Regions from separate parts of the Mus musculus genome. Here all the other regions are linked to region 1. The links are chromatin contacts, called in public HiChIP or PLAC-seq and promoter capture Hi-C maps. All regions are on one chromosome and are shown on one strand. The core of a region is the stretch at or near the end of the contact, and the rest is flanking DNA. Distances in the headings are between cores, read along the strand shown.

Region 1 (2,593 bases), core at 29-2,528:
TTACACATTTTAGAAACCTTTACATGTTCATCATATGCACTCTATAACGTTAGCTACCCAGGATGGAGACTCTCTAGCTCCTTCCACAGCTCTGACGCTTTGATTTCCTGTGGCACAGAAATGGTCTCCGAGCGAACTCCGGCTATTTCAGCACTTTTTGCAAAATACAACACGTCAATCTGAAAGGAGAGAGGATAGTCTAAATAACCCGCACCAAGAAGGCTCCTCGCTCCCCAAATGCAATGGCTCACAAAACTTCAGTATTGGCCTGGTGGTGGTGACACATGTCTTTAAACCCAGAACTGGGGAGGCAGAAGCAGTCAGATCTATGTGAGTTCAAGACAAGCCTGGTCTACCAGAGTGTAGTTCTGGAGAGCCAGGACTACACAGAGAAACCCTGTCTCGAAAAACATAAACAAACAAACAAAACACTTCCATATATCTATAGATTCATATTTGAGACAAACGCTTTAAAATCACTTCTGATTTCTGCCTACTGTTCAGACCTCTCACAATCTCAAGCTTGTGTGGCAGCATTAAAATCCTACTAAATTTCCTTAGAAAACATGCTAAGTCTGACTTGACACGGAATCGATTCTTCCATCAGCCGCGAAGCAGAGACAGAGGTCTGAGTCAGGGGGTGGATTACACAAGTAAATTAAATAACCCAGTCAGCAAAGGCCTAGCTTTCATTTCACAGTGGTCAAATGACCTTTGATTCCGTCCTACATTACGATTGAGTTACAAAACACAGAACATTTGACATGCAGCAAAGCAAATGGGCTTGAATTACAGGATCAACTGGTAGTTTCTAGGCCAAACCCGTGTAATCAGCCTGGGAACTAAGGGACCTGACTGTGCACAAGGTCTCACCTGTCACTCAGTACAACTCGGTCTCTCCACAATAATCACGGCTGCTGCAAACTATCCTGAGCCTGTCAATCATTGGGTGATGCGCATTTCCTCACAATAATTCCTAACTAGGAGCGTTTTAATTTTAAAAAGTGTCAAAATAAATCATCCGGAATGGTAGGGAAAAAAACCGTCTAGGTAATCGGTCGTGAAGGCCATGACCTGGACACCAGAGTTCGGGGACAGAACTTGACATTCAGCGAGCAGCAGGCGCAAGACCCGGAACCCGGGAGGAGTTAGAGAGGAAGGGGCGCCCCAGCCGCGCGAACCAACTCTTACCTGGCACCTAGGAACCATCCCGCTACACACCGCGAAGCCAGTTCTCCAACCCCTAGAGGCGCCGGTGACTCAGAGCGCATGCGCAGCCGGATGCTCCACCTTCTGGGTGGTGCTCAACCCCGGGCGTGTGGACACTGCGCCTGCGTACACTTCGCTCCGCCCCGCCACGCCTCCTGCACCCACAAAAGTTTACTCTGCTTTTGGATCCCAGTGCTGCGACCTCTTGTGTGACCCGGCAGGGTGGCCTTCCCCAGGCTAACCTATGCGGCCCCTCCATCCAGTGTGGGATCCGGGTTCTTATTCGCAGCGTGGAGACGGTATCTGACTGTCACTTCAGTGTTTTAGGCGCTCAGGAGTTTCTGAGCCAGCGACCCCATCCAGACTTCCTAGGTACACATCTCTGCCTTAGTTGTCGCGTGGGTACGTGGATTTAAGTGGCCCTCGCTGGGCGCTCAGTCCGGGTTAACCGTAACTGTGTTCCAACTGTAATCTTAGTAAAAACCTTACCTTTCAGTTGAGAGTGGCGGGGGGCGTGGCTGGGTCACCTGCTGTAGGAAGTCTCACCGAGGAGATTCTTGTGCCAAATACATTTGCCAAAATAGTAACAAATACGGAAGGAAAGGACATTTCACGTTCTGTGTCAAGCTATGGGAACGTAAAAATTGGGTAATAAATTTCCAGAAGGAAAATAGTTGGCAAGATGGGTGTACTCAGTTCAAGGAAGAAATAGAAATGCAGAAGGGGAAGGGTGGGCAGAGGGGAGTAATAAGCCCGATTATGATTTGCATCAACATTTATTTTGATAAGGTTGCTAAACATTAAGGTTAAATATTTATGTCCACATGCTGTTAGGTAAACGAGGAAACTGACAGTCACTCTGGGCTCCTGGGTCGTTTCCAGTGACAGCAATGAGCAATATCTTCAATAGGCTAAGAAACAATGCATAGTTCAATGTGGTTTTGCAAACAAACTGGTGCATATAAAGGCTAGAGCCTATCATTCCTGCTTGGGGGCGGAGAGGGCAGGTGGGACCTCAAAAATTGCCTAAGAGCTCTTCCTAAAAACTTCCTTTGGTGGACTCAGAGATGAGACAGGGTTAAGCCTGTGCTAGGCTGCTCTGCCAGAGGACGCAGGTTCAATTCCCAGCATCCACATAGGCGGTGCTCAGACACTCATACAGGCAAAACACCCACACACATAAGAAATAAAATCTTAACAAGGACAAAGACAAAGCTCAATAATGTTTTACTCTATTCAAATATTAAAAATCCAATTATGAGACCATGACATCAGGATAATGCCATTCATTTTGAAAATATCCTCTTTATTCTACAAGATTCTTAGGGCTGAGATGTTGCTTAGTGTAAAGTCACAATCCACAGCACTGAACAGTAAAAATTTT
Region 2 (2,593 bases), core at 49-2,548, 990 kb after region 1:
GCCATTTGCCAGTACGTTAAAAGCATTTAGGAAAAACCTCAGCCACGGAACAAGGTCTCTTTTCAACAAACTAGCCTGCATCTTTTAATTGTTCCTCCTCTCTCGGTTTTTATTTGGAATTTAGCATTTATTTTCAGTATAAATATTTTCAATAATTCAAAAATGATTTTCAACATCAAAGTTTTGGTGGCATATGCTCTTTGTCTACAACTAATACGTATTTTCCCCCTCACCATGTTAGTGTTCTCTGCCATAATCCCACCACAGAAATCCTGTCACAGTACAGGAGGCAAGAAATTCTCCATCAGGATGCCCACGTGGTCAGTGCTGGTGAGCACCCTGCTTTGGTTACAGATGGCCAGTTTCATGGCTGCTATTCATACAGCGGACAATGAGACAGGAAGCAAGCCTTCTGGCTGCTCTTCTTCTAAGAGACTAGTCTTCTGAAGGCCCCCTATCCTCACAACCTCACTCACATCTAAGCATCTCACAATGGTCCCATCTCCAGTGTCACCACATTGATAGTTCAAGCTTCGGCATACAAACTCTTTAGGGGACAGATCTCAAACCACAGCACTTATTTTATGAGCCTTGAAATGAATCCACATGCAGATTCTCTTCACGGAGTAAGCAGAGGTGAACACCTGCAGGGGCCGAGGCTCAGGCTAAATGTGAGGTATTTACTGATGAATACACTGTTATTGGAAGTCCTGCTATTCCCAGATCCTAGATGTAAATGACTGAGTACAGCTCTATCCTCTAAGGGGACACTCCAAAACCTTCACGTTTCTAAAACTTCAGATAATACCAAATCCTATATGCAGTATATTTACCTTATACATACATTCTCATGTCAAACCTTAATTAATACATTAGGCATAGCAAGCAATTAATAACAGGTAATGAAACAGAGAGACTCAATAGGATGACTTCAATGGAATAAAACTGCCCACATCACTAGCTTTGCGCCTTTCAGCCCACTGTTAAAAATTATTTGAATATAAGCAATGTAATACTGTGACAGTTGATCTAACAGGAGCCACTAAGCTAAATGACCTTAGCGATCAAGGAATATATATATATATATACAGCATACATACACCAGACCTAAAGGGGATTCATATACTACTGGAGTGTGGGAGACAGTTCAAAATCCATCTTGCAGCTCAAAATAGCATGCAATTTAAACTTATTTCTGGAATTTTCCATTTAGTGTCTTTGGATTCACACTCTGCTGTGTTGACTCACCGCAGCAGCCACAGAGATATGTCACTCAAACTTCCCTTCCACAGAAGTACAGTTGATGTGTCAGCTCCCAGCTGCCACAACTTTGGGCTCACCACAATATTTGTGCTGAGCTGTGTATCTGCCAAGGCCCAAAGTTAAGAGGCCTGGAGGTGAGATAGTTTCCTTCCAACATGGAACTTCTTAGGGAGGCTCCACCTGCCCAGCATCAACCTCCTCAGAGCCGTGTCTAGAATCCATCTTCTCCAGCCCTCTTCCCTCCCCACTTTAATAGGTATCTGATGAACAGAGGCTCTCTCTCTGCTCCTGCTGGTCCCCATTATTGTCTGGATCTGAAATGTGCCAACAGGTTCAGGTGCTAAAGGCTTAAATCTCCAGCAGAAGGCATTATCTATATGTTCAAGGAACTTTCGAAGGTGAAACCCCATAGAGTAAGTAGAAGTAGGTCAATGGGGCAGCTTTTCCTCTTTTAAGATCTCTTCTCAGATATGTGGTCACCATGATGTGGTGACAGTGATGTGGTCACAGTGAAAACGAAACTAATAAACTCTCCCCCGCCCCCTTCAGCCACCCCCATACTCCTCCAACTCAATTTTGAAATGCCAAACCCAAACTTGCTGTTTGCATCTCAGAAGACTAAGATTTCTTCATTTTTCTGGGGACAAACACCCACCTGTGATATGCCACTAAGCAAAAGGTGGAATAACTTTAGCTCTCATAACGGAAAACTAAAGGAAAAGCGCTCCCTTGCATACAACGGAACATCCAACATCCATGTACGACGTGCCCTGTGCCAGATGCTGTGTGTCTTAGTCAGGGTTTGTATTCCTGCACATCATGAGCCAAGAAGCAAGTTGGGGAGGAAAGGGTTTATTCGGCTTACACTTCCCACATTGCTGTTCATCACTAAAGGAAGTCAGGACTGGAACTCAAGCAGGGCAGGAAGCAGAAGCTGATGCAGAGGCCATGGAGGGATGTTACTTTCTGGCTTGCTTCCCCTGGCTTGCTCAGCTTGCTTTCTTATAGAACCCAGGACTACCGGCCCAGCGATGGTCCCACCCACAAGGGGCCTTTCCCCCTTGATCACTAATTGAGAAAATGCCTTACAGCTGGATCTCATAGAGGCATTTCCTCAATAGGGGCTCCTTTCTCTGTGAGAACTCCAGCTTGTGTCAAGTTGACACACAAAACCAGCCAGTACACTGTGCAACAGGCCCAGAGATGTGAAGACAAACACAGACACAAGACCAGCTCCTGTTCTCAAGGACGCTGGGGACAGTCTGAGTTCTTATATTTTCCTTGGAATTCTGCATTATTCATTTTAAACCATCTCCTTAGGCTTTTTGGA
Region 3 (2,593 bases), core at 28-2,527, 950 kb after region 1:
GGGGAGGGAGAAAAAGCAGGGATTTACTTCGAGGAGCCAACAAGACAGACAGGCAGAAGACGGACAGGCAGACTAAAACTTAATCAGTTGATGGCTGGACTTATGGATTGGGTCCATCTGCCAAGATTCCAAAGGATTTCACGTGGCTCAAATACGTAAATACAACAAACAGCGAGATGGAAAATAGAAATTGTTATAAATCAGCATCTAGGCTCAGCAAGTTAGAGATTGGATTGTGGAACTCAAGCGGGACCTGGGGACTGAAATTGAAAATTTGGACACCGTCAGTGTGAAAGTGACCGCTGTCACTGCCCCTTGAGAGTGGGAGTGGCGGGACTGGGGTGGGGGCGGGAGCGGACTCTCATTTTTTTTTTTCACTTATAACAAGCTTTTGTCATTTAAACTTTTAATCAGCAGATACATCCTACTTCTTGAGATTTTTTTTTTTAATATATCCATCTTTTTGGAGGAAAGAAAAAATAATGAAACAAAAAGAGCAAGGTTGGAGCAACAGACGTCATCAGGCATTAATTAGTCCTTAGGTACGAACGCGTACTGCATGTGATCAGTTAGTTAGCCAGGCCTGGAAGGAATCACAGTAACTCTGCTCAGAATCCTGGCGTGGCCGTTTTTCTTCAGGGCCCAGGAGCCAGTGGGAAAGGCACGGGCAGGCAATTAAATGGGATTTAAATGTCTCCTCTTTCGCTGATTCCAGGCTGGGGGATTAGGGATGTTCAACTTTCCAAACGACAGAAAGAACATTGGTTCTGTGGGTGTGGAGGCTGAGCGGTCCGGGCTCATCCTCTCTCCAGTCCATCAGGGAAAGAAAGAGACTGTCGGCAAGAGGGTCCCTCCACGCCTGTGCGAGTGACAGGGTGTCTCCCACGAGAAGCAAGGGAGCATGGCTAAGCCAACTACCCTCCCTGCCTCGAGGAGGCTCTGCACTGTCTTCTCTTCATCCTCTGGCCCTCTGAGAGGCTGGCACTACTGTGAGGCTCCTTCACTAAATGACGAAGGAAAGTCTTCCAGGCTGGAAGACTGGCTGGTAGTCACTGCGAAAGAACCATCTATCTGAAAGGTTCTAAGACGGGCATTGCTACATCTCAGGTTAGAGGTGAACTAAAAACCGTAACAGAATCACTAAGTTCTACAAACTAGTCTTGTAAGTAGGAATGTCTCAGGCAGGTCAAGCAACACAGCTCATCTCTCCCGAACAGCCAAAGATGCAGTGGGGCAGCCGCGTTAGGGCACCCGACAGGACAAAGCACGTGACCCCGTGACGGCTGCGCACATCCTAAAGCCACGCAGCCTCAACACTTCCTGTACACTTTCCGGGTGTGAACTCTGTAGTATGCCGATAAACAAGAAAATACACCACAAACACTTCCTCTTAGAAGCTTCCAGCAACCATCTGTTTCGTTTTAATTTTTCCACGTTTGTATCTCTTCCTGTTTCCCTTTGGAATCCACTTTTTTTTCTCTGTGACCCGTGGAAACATCCTGGCTTCTCTCTCCTCTGCATGCTCCCAACAGGGCAAGCCTGGGTAGTTAGCCTGCTTTCCGTAAAAACACACATTTTCCAAACCTAGATTTGAATTATTATTATTATTATTATTATTATTATTATTATTATTAGAAATTAAGTGGGAGTCCCTGGCCATGTCCAGGAACTTTACCACCTGATTAGTGCCCTAACCAAGATAGGCTTTCTGTTGTCTCCTGAAAACTCAAGCTATGGTTCCAACAAAAGGACTGAAGGAAAGTCAAAGGCCCACTAAGAGAGGCATTAAGAAACAGATAATGTTCCCAGAAGAGAAGACAACGAGGCTGAGTTAAAACGATAACCTGAAAAACTTGTCAGAAAGGCAGAAACCACATCCATTTTAGTGACGAGAGTTCAATGTAGCAAGCAAGTTAAAAATGAACTCACGAGCTGGACAAGCAAAATGGAGACAGTCAGAGCCCAGAGATGATCAAAGGAGACTCGGGAGGTTGTGGAGCCTGGGGGAAAGGCGGCTGGCCAGAGGAGAGGTGCTGCCCAGCGGATGTCTGGGAATCCGAAATGAATCGGAAGCCTGTGACTCGCCATCCCTCAGGTGAATTTGTTTCCACTTGGGAAAAGCACGTGGAAGGGTCTGTGAGGGGTCACACCCTCTCCCGTCTGGAGGGACATCTTTGACAGTCTTATAGCATAAAGGCCACTTCTGCCACCTCGGCTGTCAGTGGTCATACCTCAGATGTCAGCACTCATTCCTCCACTAAGCCTTCTCCAAGTGTCTGGAGACGTGAGCCATGAGGTGACAGACTCTGGAACTCAGTCGCTCAAGTGTGGCCTGCCTAGAAAAACCAGACTCAGCGTATAGCAAAAGCCTGTGGGGGTGGCTAATAAGCTGAAGTCATACTAAGAGTGCAAGGTTTTGTTTTTCCTCCCCTGATAACTTGTATTTTCTTCACTACCAGTTCCAGCACACATCCTCTGAGGGGAATTGCACAGTATTTGGCTGACTGCACCCGCCCCCTGGTGGCTACCCCGGGGTAAGGCGATAAGCCAGGAAATCCTGATGGCCCGCACAGCAGAATCTTAGACAACCAGA
Region 4 (2,593 bases), core at 32-2,531, 920 kb after region 1:
TTGTACACGAGATACTGAAAAGATATTAGCAATACACCATGAAAGCAGAACAATTATAACGATACACTGTCATAAACCGGCAGCTTCATGCCATCAAGTACAATAGGGTAGGCTGAGCCAAGGCATTACATCATTAGGACAATTGCTCGGATAACACAGCACTTCCAAGTGGCCAACAGGTGGGTGCGTATGCAGTGCCAATCCCACCCAACAAAGTAATGACTCTCATCCTGAGAGAGGCAAAGCAGGAGGGTACAGGTTTGCAGTCCAACTTCTCAGACCGCTGTACAGTTTAACGGCCATGCAATGTTTATTTGGGCAAGGCCACCCATTCAGTATTTTCAAATGCCCTTGAAATCAGTAACAAGAAGCGCATAAAAGGTAAGTAATGGGGAAATAGTGTATAGCCCGCACCCCCAAAAAAACCCTTTAATCTGTTGTTGTAACAGTTATCTTAAATATTTGAAATATGTTAAAGTGAAGAGACATTTTCATAATTTATTTTCAAAAGAAACTGTTGGCAGCAAGGATTCAAACGGTCCTCTGGTCAATGATTGAGCTATCTCAAAGCACACTCTCAGGATACTTTCTAACAGAGTGAGCAAGCATCAAATGCTGAAGGTTTACAGTCTGAGTCATAAAAGAAAAACAGCTAAAGAGCTTTTCAACTGGCGACCAAGTTCCACTCTGCATGGAGGTCAACCAGATGAACTTAGAAAGGAGATGAAGAGCATGGTGCTGGCCTGGTTGTTTGTTTGTTTGTTTGTTTGTTTGTTTGTTACAATAAATGGTATCTATAAAAGAGCTTCAATCTTTATTTCAATACCAATTTTAATACTGAAATTAATATTCAAATATTTTAATATTTGAAATTTCTTTTCAAATTCCAACAAAATACAAAAAGACCGAGTTTGGGTCTCCTTCCACCCTACTCTCCAACCAGGGATCTTAATGTGTACCTTAAAGAGAGACCAGAAGAAGAGAAAAACCTAAGGGCAGGTCATTGGAAGAGGCCCTGTGCTGGCACCTGCCTTCCCGCCTTCCTGGCCCTCTCCGCGCGTTGGCGTGCTCCAGGCGGTTCATACCATCCCACCTTTGGCTCGTTTTAAAAGACCCGGCGTGAAAATGTGCTGACGGAGCTTCGGGAATTGCAAGCATAAGACAAAAGGGAAAGGAGAGGAAACACTAGCCAGGAATTCACCGAAGCAAGCAGCATGGACGTGTCTGGGTGTTCTCCAGGTAATGAGAAACATCTCCCCGAAGGCAGGCCAAGGGAAGTGCGTTCAATGACTGTTCTTTTAACACGCCTTTCGGGTACATGTCTTAAGGCTGGTGTCACAAAGAAGCAGGAGGGGCTGCTTGCCCCTGCTTCATGATCACACTAGCTCCGAACATAATTAAAACTAATCCTTTTACCTGCCTACACTTCTTACAAGCAATCTGTCTAGTGCATACATTAAAAAGGTCTGGATGCTTTGCACCAACAAGATTCAATCAGTACCTTAACATTTTAGGGGGGGAGAGGGGGGAGGAGGGATGCAAGTCCAAACAACATCGGCTCGTTCGCTTATTTAAAACATTCAGCAATTTTAAAAGGCTTAGAGAACACGGAGCATAATGGCGTATCAAAACGACAAGCCTTCCATCAGACACACAACAGCCAAATTTGCTTACCTGGAGCTTTGAGAGGCAGCCAAGACATGAAAAAGCCCACAGAGGGAGGACTTATGCCGGGACTTGCATGAAGAAGAGGGTGTAGAAACAAGAGTTTGCAAACTGACTGAGCTACTCGATATTACTCAAGGGGGGGGGGGGGGACGCTCTCAGAACCAGTCGATAAAATTATAACCCAGCTCCAAAAAAAGGATGACCTGTAACCTGCCCAGAGGTTAAGCAGAGGTCAGTGCTCCATTAACCTCACACTCATAAGATGCAGAGAACCTTAAGTCAAGTGCCAGGAACATACATCTTACTTTTGTCTGTTGGTGACAAAATTTTCCTTATACAGCCTCAAGTATTTCTCTGTAATCTATCATACATAAGACAAAACAGACGTCACAAACATTAACAAGAAAAGTGCCTATCTTCCCAGATTTGTTTTCACTACTTTCTTGGAGTTCAGTGGGTGGGCCTGGTATAAGCATCACCTATAGCATCCTCACCTATAGCATCCTTGTGTTTAGGTCTCTCATGAGACGCCTGGTATCTATCTCAACAGCATGGCTCGCACTCAGCTCATGCCTGCGGCTCGCCACTGAGAGGAGCCAGGCATCCCCAAGCCCATTAGTCTCCGCTTGTTTCATAGACCTAGGCTGTCCAGCCTCCCTAGTTCATTCACTCCACCAACACTCCAGGTATCACACCATGGCCATAGAAGGAGCAGGCTTCGGAGGTTTTGAAGTCTGCCAGGAATTCTCTGCCTACTCAGAACCACCTGCTGAACACCTACTTCCTTGTAACACTCTAGTCTCAGCAATGCACCAATGCAAGGGTGCACTGAAGAGCCTTCTCATTCTTAAAGGCTGGTCCCCTTCACCTCTGTCTGATAGGGTGCCCCAGCCTCCAGCCCTCAGTGGTGGCTCATTACCCTGGC
Region 5 (2,593 bases), core at 25-2,524, 900 kb after region 1:
GGTCACACTGTCCGCAACTCTTCCTCATCCCTTAGGCTCCTCGTGACTAGACATATCTCTGCGTGAGTATATATATATATATGAATGACAGACAGCACTACACAGCTATGACTGGCTGCTTTGGTCTTTGTTTGGGGAAACAAGGCTCACTCAGCTCTTCCCATGTAGTTCCTCTGGACCAGCTTCTGGAGGGCACGGGGACTGGCCCCACTATGTGAACCAAATTACCATAAATCCTAAATACAACATGAAGTGTGCGAGGCTGCAGGATGGCTCAAGGAGTAAAGATGCTGGCCACCAAGACGAAGGACCTCAGTTCTTCCCCATGTGGTAGAAGTGAGGAGCTAACTCCCACGAGTTCCCTATCTTCTGGCCTCTACAGATGCTGTGCCACGCACACATACTAGATAGGTAGGCAGATAGATACATAGATAGACAGACAGACAGGCAGATTTTGCCCAAAGTTATGCAATTTCATCTCCATGCTCTCTTTAAAATCCAAAACACAGCAACTTTATACCCAAGCCCACCAAAATCTATGTCATCTTTTGATTCCTGTCGGTGAGCCTCAGACACTGACAGATGACAACTGAGCGATAACACTCTGCTCTCTTTCCTCTTCCATTCCTCCCCAGAGTGTCAGCTCTGTCCCATGGCTGAGTCACACAGCCTGTAATGTCACCCAGCATGACAGTGCCCTGGGCTCGCTCCACCACTGTCCAGAATTCCCCAGCTCTGTAGTCCCCACTGCTCCGATGGAGCCCAAACTAAATCTGAATGATAGAGAAAGCCTCCTCCCTCTTCCAAACTTAGACTAGGGGGAAACAGCACCGTAGAAGAGAAACACTGGACTCGTAGTACGTACAAAAATATATATATATATATATATATTTGAAACCTATCTCAGAAACCTAGGAATACATATGTATTGAAAACAAGTGGCATGGTTCACAGAGAAAGTGTTATATTTTGAGCCAGCTCCAGAGAACTTTTAAGTACGTGCCATTTCAGAGCTGGGAGGAATGTTCGTGCTTTGTAAATCGGCTCCCCAAACTGTACAGAGTTTTCATTTGTTTCTTGTTTTAAAACCTAATGAAGCTTTGGATCTTATAGTCAATTTACTTAAAATTACTCACTTTGGCCTCTAGACTATACTGTACCAAAGGTCACTGGGTTTGTCTCCTACAGCAGCCCTCGCATTGTTAAGAGTAAGCCCCTTTCATGGCTGTACAATGCGAGACACAATGCTGTCGGCAGTCCTGACAGCGAGCGGCAAACTCGGGCTTCATTCCCAGGCCAGACACTGCGGCATTGTGTGACTCTGCTCGAGCCCATAAACCTATCCGTGCTTCAGCTTCCCCATGATTAACCAGTAACATTTAACACTATCTGCCACTTCCTTTCTTCAGGAGGATGTTAGCAGGCATGAGTTCAATGCTTTATGCTCCTCAGAAAGGCGCCAGATGGACAAATAACTGCTCGCCGTGATGCTCATTTTCCTAAGGTATCTTGGCTGCCAGTTAGCTTCTCTGGGCAAGGGTCTGGCAGCCCAACACACAGCCCAGCTTGGAGCCCCTTCTATCAGCGCAGCGCAGCCCCTCATATTCCCAACCCCGCCCCAGCTCTCAATCCAGGTTCTGCACACAAAATCCAGGGCCCTGGGCAACAGGAAGCAAGGAACAGATCAGTGTGAATTGTAATCCCACTCTCACGGGTACCGCTGTCACCGTCTCCCATGCCTAGACTGTCGCAGCCTTTTTCCACGGGGTCAATTATTACTTGTTCCTTTTTGAAAAGAGGAAGGAGGTCATGTGTATTGAGAATAAATTATTTGAGAACAAATAAAAGGTTAAGGGTAAAAGCAGGGCTTTGGATAAAAGTCTGGTAGCCAGCCCGGCAGCCAGCCCTACAGTTAAGATCCTCAGGGTCTTAAGCTTTGCCCGTTTTTGTTGGGAACAGGGTTAGACAGTTGGCAGATGCAGCGATGCCGAGAACACAGTAGGTACTTGTTGGCTGTCTGCATAATGAACCAGCGCTGCAAAGTCCTCATTTGGCATGTAGCTATGGACTTCATTGGCCCTTGAGGACCCCAGCTATCCTCTGAACCACGCAGTAGTCCTTCAAACACTGCAAACACTTGACCATCTTACACTATGACCTTGGTCTTCCCTTCCCTATCTACTGGCTGAGCCTCTGTTTAAAGTACTGTTGGGAGGGCACGTCTTCAGCCTCCTCTTCATTCCTTTGTACTATATACACTGCCAGTGCTGCAGGTAAGACTCCTGTGTGTGTGTGTGTGTGTGTGTGTGTGTGTGTGTGTGTGTGTGTGTGTGCGCGCATACGTGTGTGTTTCCCCGATTGAATTTACCAGCCGACAGAAATATGCACTCGGACCCAAGGATAAATCTATTTTTGGTTTCATTGGTAGTTTTCTAAAAGTTAAACTTTTATAGATTCTGTAGGTGGCCAGGCATCCAAACAGCCAGAGAATTGTCCTGGCACCACATATTTCTGGATGAGAAGCTGGCTTGCTGAAAAGCCCTGCCCTGGCATCCAGCCCCTGCCCTGCCAGGATTCCCTACCATCCCGTGGC
Region 6 (2,593 bases), core at 32-2,531, 790 kb after region 1:
TAACCTAGTCTGGAACTTGTCCTCCTGCATGGGCCTTCCTGAATGGGGACTATAGCTGCCCTGCCACCACACCCACTTAAGATGTCCAACTCACTGGATAAGTGTTGGCTTGGGTCCTTCCTGTGTTTATGTGACTCACAGAAGGTCTGACAAAATTCTGATTTTGTGTTTTACTACATTCTCTTTAAACTTCACTGTGCACTAAAATCAGACTTGGCTGGGTACATTCTTCCTCAGAGGCATTAAGCATGCAGTCCTGTTTGTTAAAGCATACACACTTCACTTTGTCCCTGAGGTCAACACGTTTGCATGAAATGACTGCAGCTAATAGCTTTGAGCGTTCGTCCACAGTTCCCAAGAAGAGGATAGCAGAAGACTGGTCGGAAAAGAACTAGCCACCCGTCGGCAATGAGTTCTAAATCCTGAGTCAAACACCATCTACCAGGCCCAACAGAGTCTCAGTGTTACACTGAAATGCCCCAACTGCTCTGCTGGTCTGTGCTTCCTTTGAAAGGTTCAACATATACTCTAAATTCCTTTGGGTGACACGGGTATAATTATTGCAAAGTCTCAATGGTACAGAGGAAAGGATCGGTAAGTTTTATGAAATGCAGTGAAATGTGATTGTCACTAGTGCTCAGCTCAGTTTGTAGACCGTCCCTAAGAACCAGGCTTGGCTTCACTTTGTAACTCCTAGGGCCCCAGCTGGATCCTCTTCAGGACCGTATTTTATTCTGATTACTGCTCCATCAATGCCTGGGAGGGAAGAGGAGCTCCAACCTCTCCTCTGCTTAAGTCAGCCAAGAACACATTCTGTTGGAGAAAGTAATATGCTAAGAGGCTTGGAAGCCAAGGAAAAACAGAGACACATTGCAAGACAATACATAAACCGGCGAACTTAGCCTCTCAGGGAAACCGTCTTCACTCTCATCAAACTGTGTATTATCTGGCAATATGAATCGAAAACCTATTTATAGAGTAGTCACCCTCAATCTCTTATTGCTAAAACAGAAGTAGTAAGGGTCAAAGAATGTGAAATCCTAGAAAACCCACTTTTTTTCCCCCCAAAAGCCATTTAATACGCTTCGGATGCAGATCACTCCCTTGTCAATGGTTCTTTTGTCTTTCTTAAAACTACATCTGCACAACAACCAGGTCACCTTGAATTTCAAGTACAACACGGCCAATAAATTGAATTTAACATCTTATTATCCATAATTACCATAAACAGGAGGCAGGTGTGACCCTTATTGTCATGCCTGGAAGAACTGAGGACAGAAGGGTTAGTCTCCTCGCTCAAGGCTACGGGTTTGAGCAGTCTACAAGCTCAGTAGGAGACACAAGTATGAACTGGCTATTAAAATATTATTGCAATCATATGCTTCTTTAAGAATTAATTCCTCCGTGTCAAGAGAGGAATAGGCTCTATTCATCCACCCCGATCTCTAGCTCTGGATCGCATACTAGGAGTTCAGAGTTGAATAGAGAACATACATTGAGGGATACTAGGAGAAGCAAGTGCAGTCCCACGGACTCTTAACCAGGGAACCCTGGATGATCCAGAGGGAGCAAAAGGCAAAGAGCAAGGACTTAAAGGCAGAGCAAAAATGAGCAAAGCACTCTTTTTTTTTTTCTTTTTTTTTTTTTTTAAGACAGGGTTTCTCTGTGTAGCTCTGGCTGTCCTGGAACTCACTTTGTAGACCAGGCTGGCTTCCAAATCAGCAATCCGCCTGCCTCTGCCTCCCGAGAGCTGGGATTAAAGGTGTCAGCCACCGAGAGCTGGGATTAAAGGTGTCAGCCACCATACCCGGCTGCAAAGCACTCTTGGTAACAAAGCCAACGGGTGATTTCTTAATAGTCAAAAACTATTTTGACTATTACAAGAGGGTCTCAGCAATTTTTTTCTTTCAAAATGTAATTAGGGCTTACTCCCCTCCCATGGGATCTTCTCTAATACAGTATGCTGCATATCAGGAAAGTCTTCTAGACATCCAGTGCCATAATCATTTGTCTGTTTCATTGTTAAAAAGGCAGACTTGGGACAACACAGGGACTGTCCCTGCATTAGTCTGCTTTGTGTTGCTGCAACAAACTATCTAGATTGGGTAATTTTATAAAGCTCAAGAACACGGCACTAACATCTGATGGGGGAATTCCTGCTGCACGGCTGCACGGTGCAGGGTATCGATCACATGGTGACCGAATGAGTCTACCACCTTGTGATTTGTTTCCTCCTCTTAGTATTTCTCCCCGACATAGGGTCTGGCTGTATATACCTGGCTGACCTGGAAGTTGCTATGTAGCTAGATTAGCCTCGAATGTAGACAGCTGCCCACCTCTGCCTCATCACGGCTGGGACACCACTTCTTTATTACTTTATTTTTATTTATTTGTGTGCGCGTGCGTACCCATGCACATTAACAAGAGATCCCACTTTTGCAAGGACAGTCAGGGCACATAAGTACCATTAAGTCTAAGATTCTGTAATTAAAAGTGGAGTTCAGCAGAAAAGCTGGAATCAGGGCTCAGGCACATGCCACTTAGTTCCCTGTTCCTTCTTAACAGATAGAGTCTTGGAATACACGAACTCCAG
Region 7 (2,593 bases), core at 34-2,533, 750 kb after region 1:
GAAGACAAACCAGAAGCCTCCTAAGGGTGGCTGTCCGTCTTTCTGTAGCGGCATCTAAGACCCAGGATGGCAAGTTCTATAATGGAAGTAGCCCTGGGCTACCTTTGCATCAGTCACTGTATTTCTTCAAGTCATTACCTAATCCAAGTCTTTATACCTTGTTCTTCTCTTCCCACATAAGAAACTACCCCCAACTCCAACCCAAACCAAACTCTGCAAAACATCTACTTAATAAGTTTGATGTATATAAACGTGCTCAGCTCCTTTCTAACCTGAAAATGCTTCCAGGCTGACATGTTACATGGCGTAGTGATCACAACTGTGTCCAAGGTTGGCTTTGGGAGTGTGTAGATCCCATGCACCTCCACACAGGATCCAACTTTTGAAAGGCACCCAGGCCAAGATGGGTTGTGTGCTAAGTAAGTACCCCGTGGTCACTAGCCTGGACTTTCTGTAGTTGGTAGTGATAAGAAGGCTGAAACCCACGGTCTTGCACATGTTCTCTATGAGCTCTGGGCAACCCCAGTCTTGACATTGTTAGTAATTTCATCTTTGACCCTGTGTTCTGCAAGTTCAGTCTGATGGAAAACAGGAGCCTAAACAGGGGATCATGGACAGAAAACATTTCTAATGGCATTTTAAAGCAGCTTCAGGGATGTGAATATTTCTATTTTGTGGTAGGACCTGTTAATTATGTAACAAGCACTACTAGTAATCCTCCTTCACAAATGGGCTTATGTGCTTGGCCACTGTCTTAGTCAGGGTTTCTATTCCTGCACAAACATCATGGCCAAGAGGCAAGTTGAGGAGGAAAGGGTTTATTCAGCTTACACTTCCACATTGCTGTTCATCACCAAAGGAAGTCAGGACTGGAACTCAAGCAGGTCAGGAAGCAGGAGCTGATGCAGAGGCCATGGAGGGATGTTTCTTACTGGCTTACTCAACTTGTTTTCTTATTGAACCCAAGACTACCAGCCCAGGGATGGCACCACCCACAAGGGACTCTCTCCACTTGATCACTAATTGAGAAAATGCCTTACAGCTGGATCTCATGGAGGCATTTCCTCAACTGAAGCTCCTTTCTCTGTGATAACTCCAGCCTGTGTCAAGTTGACACACAAAACCAGCCAGTGCAGGTACTAAACACACTTCTCCCTGTGTTAAATCCACCTTTGATGGGATTTTTCCTGTCTGTCTCAGGAGCACATGGAAGGCAGGGTAGGCAGAAGGCTCTCTATCTACATCAGTGAAACCAGCCCGCCACTCCAGTTAGGTTTCTGTGATGAAAGCTGCTACGCTTTCCCAGAACACTGTGAAAACCATCACACTCCTCTTGCTTTGGCAAGCAACAAAAATAATGACCTCTGCCTTATTTGCTTTCGAGAAGAAACACTTAGCATTTTAAAGCAATGAGAATCGGCTGAGGTATTAGCTTTGTATTTGAAGGGCTTTTATTTTCTTTGAACTTTTTGTTAAATCTGAGCATCAAAGCATGTTTTCAAAGTTTACCGTTCCAGCATCTTAGATTCCAAACAAGGCAACTAACTTTTCCTAAGGGCTGAATGCTGCTTCACGGCAATGATTAATCTGAGTCAACAAATGACTGAGGCAACACCCCCCAACTGCTTATCTCTTAGTGTGAGCAAAAGCAGCTAGCAGCCTCCGGTGGTCCAGAGTGCAGTAACTGAGCTCCAGTTTCCACCACAGATTCTGAGGGCTGCTTCACCTTCTATCATTGCTACATCCTCACACTGGTCCGTCAGAGGCTCCGTCTGAGGGTACAATTTATATCCTACCATGCAAGTTCACTATTGGCATCTGTACCCAAGATAATGCCACAAAGAGCCAAACAGCTATTAATCCCGTCTACCACATTTGCGGTTGTGCGTATGGACACTGCACAAAGGCATGGTGGGTAGAGTGCTGCACAAGCCCCATCACAGGAGTTCTATTGATAGAGATCATGGTGGAAGGAGAGGACTGGCTCTTGAAAGGTGTCCTTTGACTTCCACCATATGCACAGGTGCATGTGCATAGACACACACACAAACTCTAACACACTTACTGAAGACACAGATATACACCCAAACAATAAAATAAAAAAGTCATTTTTTTATGAAGAAATGAATTGAATGAATGTCTCTCTCATAGGACTACAGGTTCAACAATTTTCCCCATTTGGTGACTATAAGGTAAAGAACTCAGAAATGTGTCCTGGGCTACTAGGAGAGATGGGAGACCCAGGGCACTCAGGAGACAGTGAAGGTCAATGTAATAGTAATGATAACCTCTTTCCATTCAGCTGTCCTCTCTCTTTGTGGAGGAACATGAAACTAACGGCAGCGGCTGAGGGAAGGAAAGGCTTTGAGCTACAAAGGTTAACTGTTCAGCGTTCAGGACTGGGAAGCTGAACAATGCAAATGGGGTGTGGGGAGATGTCAGAAAGGTTGTGAGAGCCTCAGCTGCAACTTTTTCCACTAGCTTCAAAGAAGTTGTTGATGTTTAACATTAGCGGTACTAACCTAAGAAAGCCCGAATGGACGATGTTGAGATATTTTAGGCAGAGTAATCAAGACACGGAGAGCATACTCTA

Evidence for each region. Promoter capture Hi-C pulls out the DNA fragments that hold promoters and counts their contacts. HiChIP or PLAC-seq counts read pairs in DNA pulled down with a chosen protein or histone mark.
Region 2: a contact with region 1 is called in an H3K4me3 HiChIP or PLAC-seq map of bone marrow-derived macrophages, with 4 times the contacts expected there. The contact joins the enhancer-like site here to the promoter of Mocs2 in region 1. A contact is called at or near these places in 4 of 39 promoter capture datasets (3T3-L1-derived adipocytes, the HPC-7 cell line, cranial neural crest and 1 more) and 2 of 115 datasets of contacts at active chromatin or transcription factors (bone marrow-derived macrophages and embryonic midbrain).
Region 3: a contact with region 1 is called in a promoter capture Hi-C map of liver, with 5 times the contacts expected there. The contact joins the enhancer-like site here to the promoter of Mocs2 in region 1. A contact is called at or near these places in 20 of 39 promoter capture datasets (3T3-L1-derived adipocytes, the C10 cell line, the HPC-7 cell line and 12 more), 3 of 15 datasets of contacts at CTCF or cohesin (the NIH/3T3 cell line, embryonic stem cells and stem cell-derived epiblast-like cells), 12 of 484 Hi-C or Micro-C datasets (3T3-L1-derived adipocytes, B cells, CD4 T cells and 6 more), 13 of 115 datasets of contacts at active chromatin or transcription factors (bone marrow-derived macrophages, craniofacial prominence, embryonic basal ganglia and 8 more) and 4 of 9 other capture datasets (adipose tissue, embryonic stem cells, liver and 1 more).
Region 4: a contact with region 1 is called in an H3K27ac HiChIP or PLAC-seq map of large pre-B cells, with 9 times the contacts expected there. The contact joins the enhancer-like site here to the promoter of Mocs2 in region 1. A contact is called at or near these places in 4 of 39 promoter capture datasets (cranial neural crest, embryonic stem cells, liver and 1 more), 2 of 484 Hi-C or Micro-C datasets (B cells and embryonic stem cells), 8 of 115 datasets of contacts at active chromatin or transcription factors (bone marrow-derived macrophages, craniofacial prominence, embryonic basal ganglia and 5 more) and 2 of 9 other capture datasets (embryonic stem cells and macrophages).
Region 5: a contact with region 1 is called in an H3K4me3 HiChIP or PLAC-seq map of forebrain, with 7 times the contacts expected there. The contact joins the enhancer-like site here to the promoter of Mocs2 in region 1. A contact is called at or near these places in 6 of 39 promoter capture datasets (cranial neural crest, embryonic stem cells, liver and 2 more) and 6 of 115 datasets of contacts at active chromatin or transcription factors (bone marrow-derived macrophages, differentiating embryonic stem cells, forebrain and 3 more).
Region 6: a contact with region 1 is called in an H3K27ac HiChIP or PLAC-seq map of embryonic stem cells, with 2.2 times the contacts expected there. The contact joins the enhancer-like site here to the promoter of Mocs2 in region 1. A contact is called at or near these places in 9 of 39 promoter capture datasets (the 3T3-L1 cell line, 3T3-L1-derived adipocytes, the C10 cell line and 5 more) and 2 of 115 datasets of contacts at active chromatin or transcription factors (astrocytes and embryonic stem cells).
Region 7: a contact with region 1 is called in a promoter capture Hi-C map of liver, with 4 times the contacts expected there. The contact joins the enhancer-like site here to the promoter of Mocs2 in region 1. A contact is called at or near these places in 13 of 39 promoter capture datasets (the 3T3-L1 cell line, 3T3-L1-derived adipocytes, the C10 cell line and 9 more), 2 of 484 Hi-C or Micro-C datasets (the HPC-7 cell line and liver) and 3 of 115 datasets of contacts at active chromatin or transcription factors (astrocytes, bone marrow-derived macrophages and liver).

The regions. Positions count from the first base shown.
Region 1 is chr13:114,816,922-114,819,514 of GRCm38.p6, reverse strand. It overlaps Mocs2 (molybdenum cofactor synthesis 2), which reads right to left and starts at 1,278. Exons shown (of 6, transcript NM_001113374.1): 1 at 1,192-1,278. It overlaps Gm34790 (a long non-coding RNA gene), which reads left to right and starts at 1,291. Exons shown (of 3, transcript XR_382937.4): 1 at 1,291-1,581.
Region 2 is chr13:113,827,971-113,830,563 of GRCm38.p6, reverse strand. All of the region lies in intron 1 of Arl15 (ADP-ribosylation factor-like 15), which reads right to left. Among named protein-coding and RNA genes, the nearest start is that of Arl15, 35 kb to the right of the region's middle. Within about 2 kb of position 1,298, at least 70 of the 459 cell types and tissues checked have an H3K27ac peak or open chromatin away from gene starts, as enhancers often do. A contact at or near this core is called in bone marrow-derived macrophages, where this site is marked.
Region 3 is chr13:113,869,310-113,871,902 of GRCm38.p6, reverse strand. All of the region lies in intron 1 of Arl15 (ADP-ribosylation factor-like 15), which reads right to left. Among named protein-coding and RNA genes, the nearest start is that of Arl15, 76 kb to the right of the region's middle. Within about 2 kb of position 1,277, at least 125 of the 459 cell types and tissues checked have an H3K27ac peak or open chromatin away from gene starts, as enhancers often do. A contact at or near this core is called in B cells, the HPC-7 cell line, adipose tissue and 5 more, where this site is marked.
Region 4 is chr13:113,895,704-113,898,296 of GRCm38.p6, reverse strand. The region is part of intron 1 of Arl15 (ADP-ribosylation factor-like 15); the gene reads right to left. Among named protein-coding and RNA genes, the nearest start is that of Arl15, 100 kb to the right of the region's middle. Within about 2 kb of position 1,281, at least 9 of the 459 cell types and tissues checked have an H3K27ac peak or open chromatin away from gene starts, as enhancers often do.
Region 5 is chr13:113,916,957-113,919,549 of GRCm38.p6, reverse strand. The region is part of intron 1 of Arl15 (ADP-ribosylation factor-like 15); the gene reads right to left. Among named protein-coding and RNA genes, the nearest start is that of Arl15, 120 kb to the right of the region's middle. Within about 2 kb of position 1,274, at least 56 of the 459 cell types and tissues checked have an H3K27ac peak or open chromatin away from gene starts, as enhancers often do. A contact at or near this core is called in forebrain, neural tube and oligodendrocyte precursor cells, where this site is marked.
Region 6 is chr13:114,025,134-114,027,726 of GRCm38.p6, reverse strand. All of the region lies in intron 4 of Arl15 (ADP-ribosylation factor-like 15), which reads right to left. Among named protein-coding and RNA genes, the nearest start is that of A430090L17Rik, 130 kb to the left of the region's middle. Within about 2 kb of position 1,281, at least 8 of the 459 cell types and tissues checked have an H3K27ac peak or open chromatin away from gene starts, as enhancers often do. A contact at or near this core is called in embryonic stem cells, where this site is marked.
Region 7 is chr13:114,064,226-114,066,818 of GRCm38.p6, reverse strand. The region is part of intron 4 of Arl15 (ADP-ribosylation factor-like 15); the gene reads right to left. Among named protein-coding and RNA genes, the nearest start is that of A430090L17Rik, 86 kb to the left of the region's middle. Within about 2 kb of position 1,283, at least 10 of the 459 cell types and tissues checked have an H3K27ac peak or open chromatin away from gene starts, as enhancers often do. A contact at or near this core is called in liver, where this site is marked.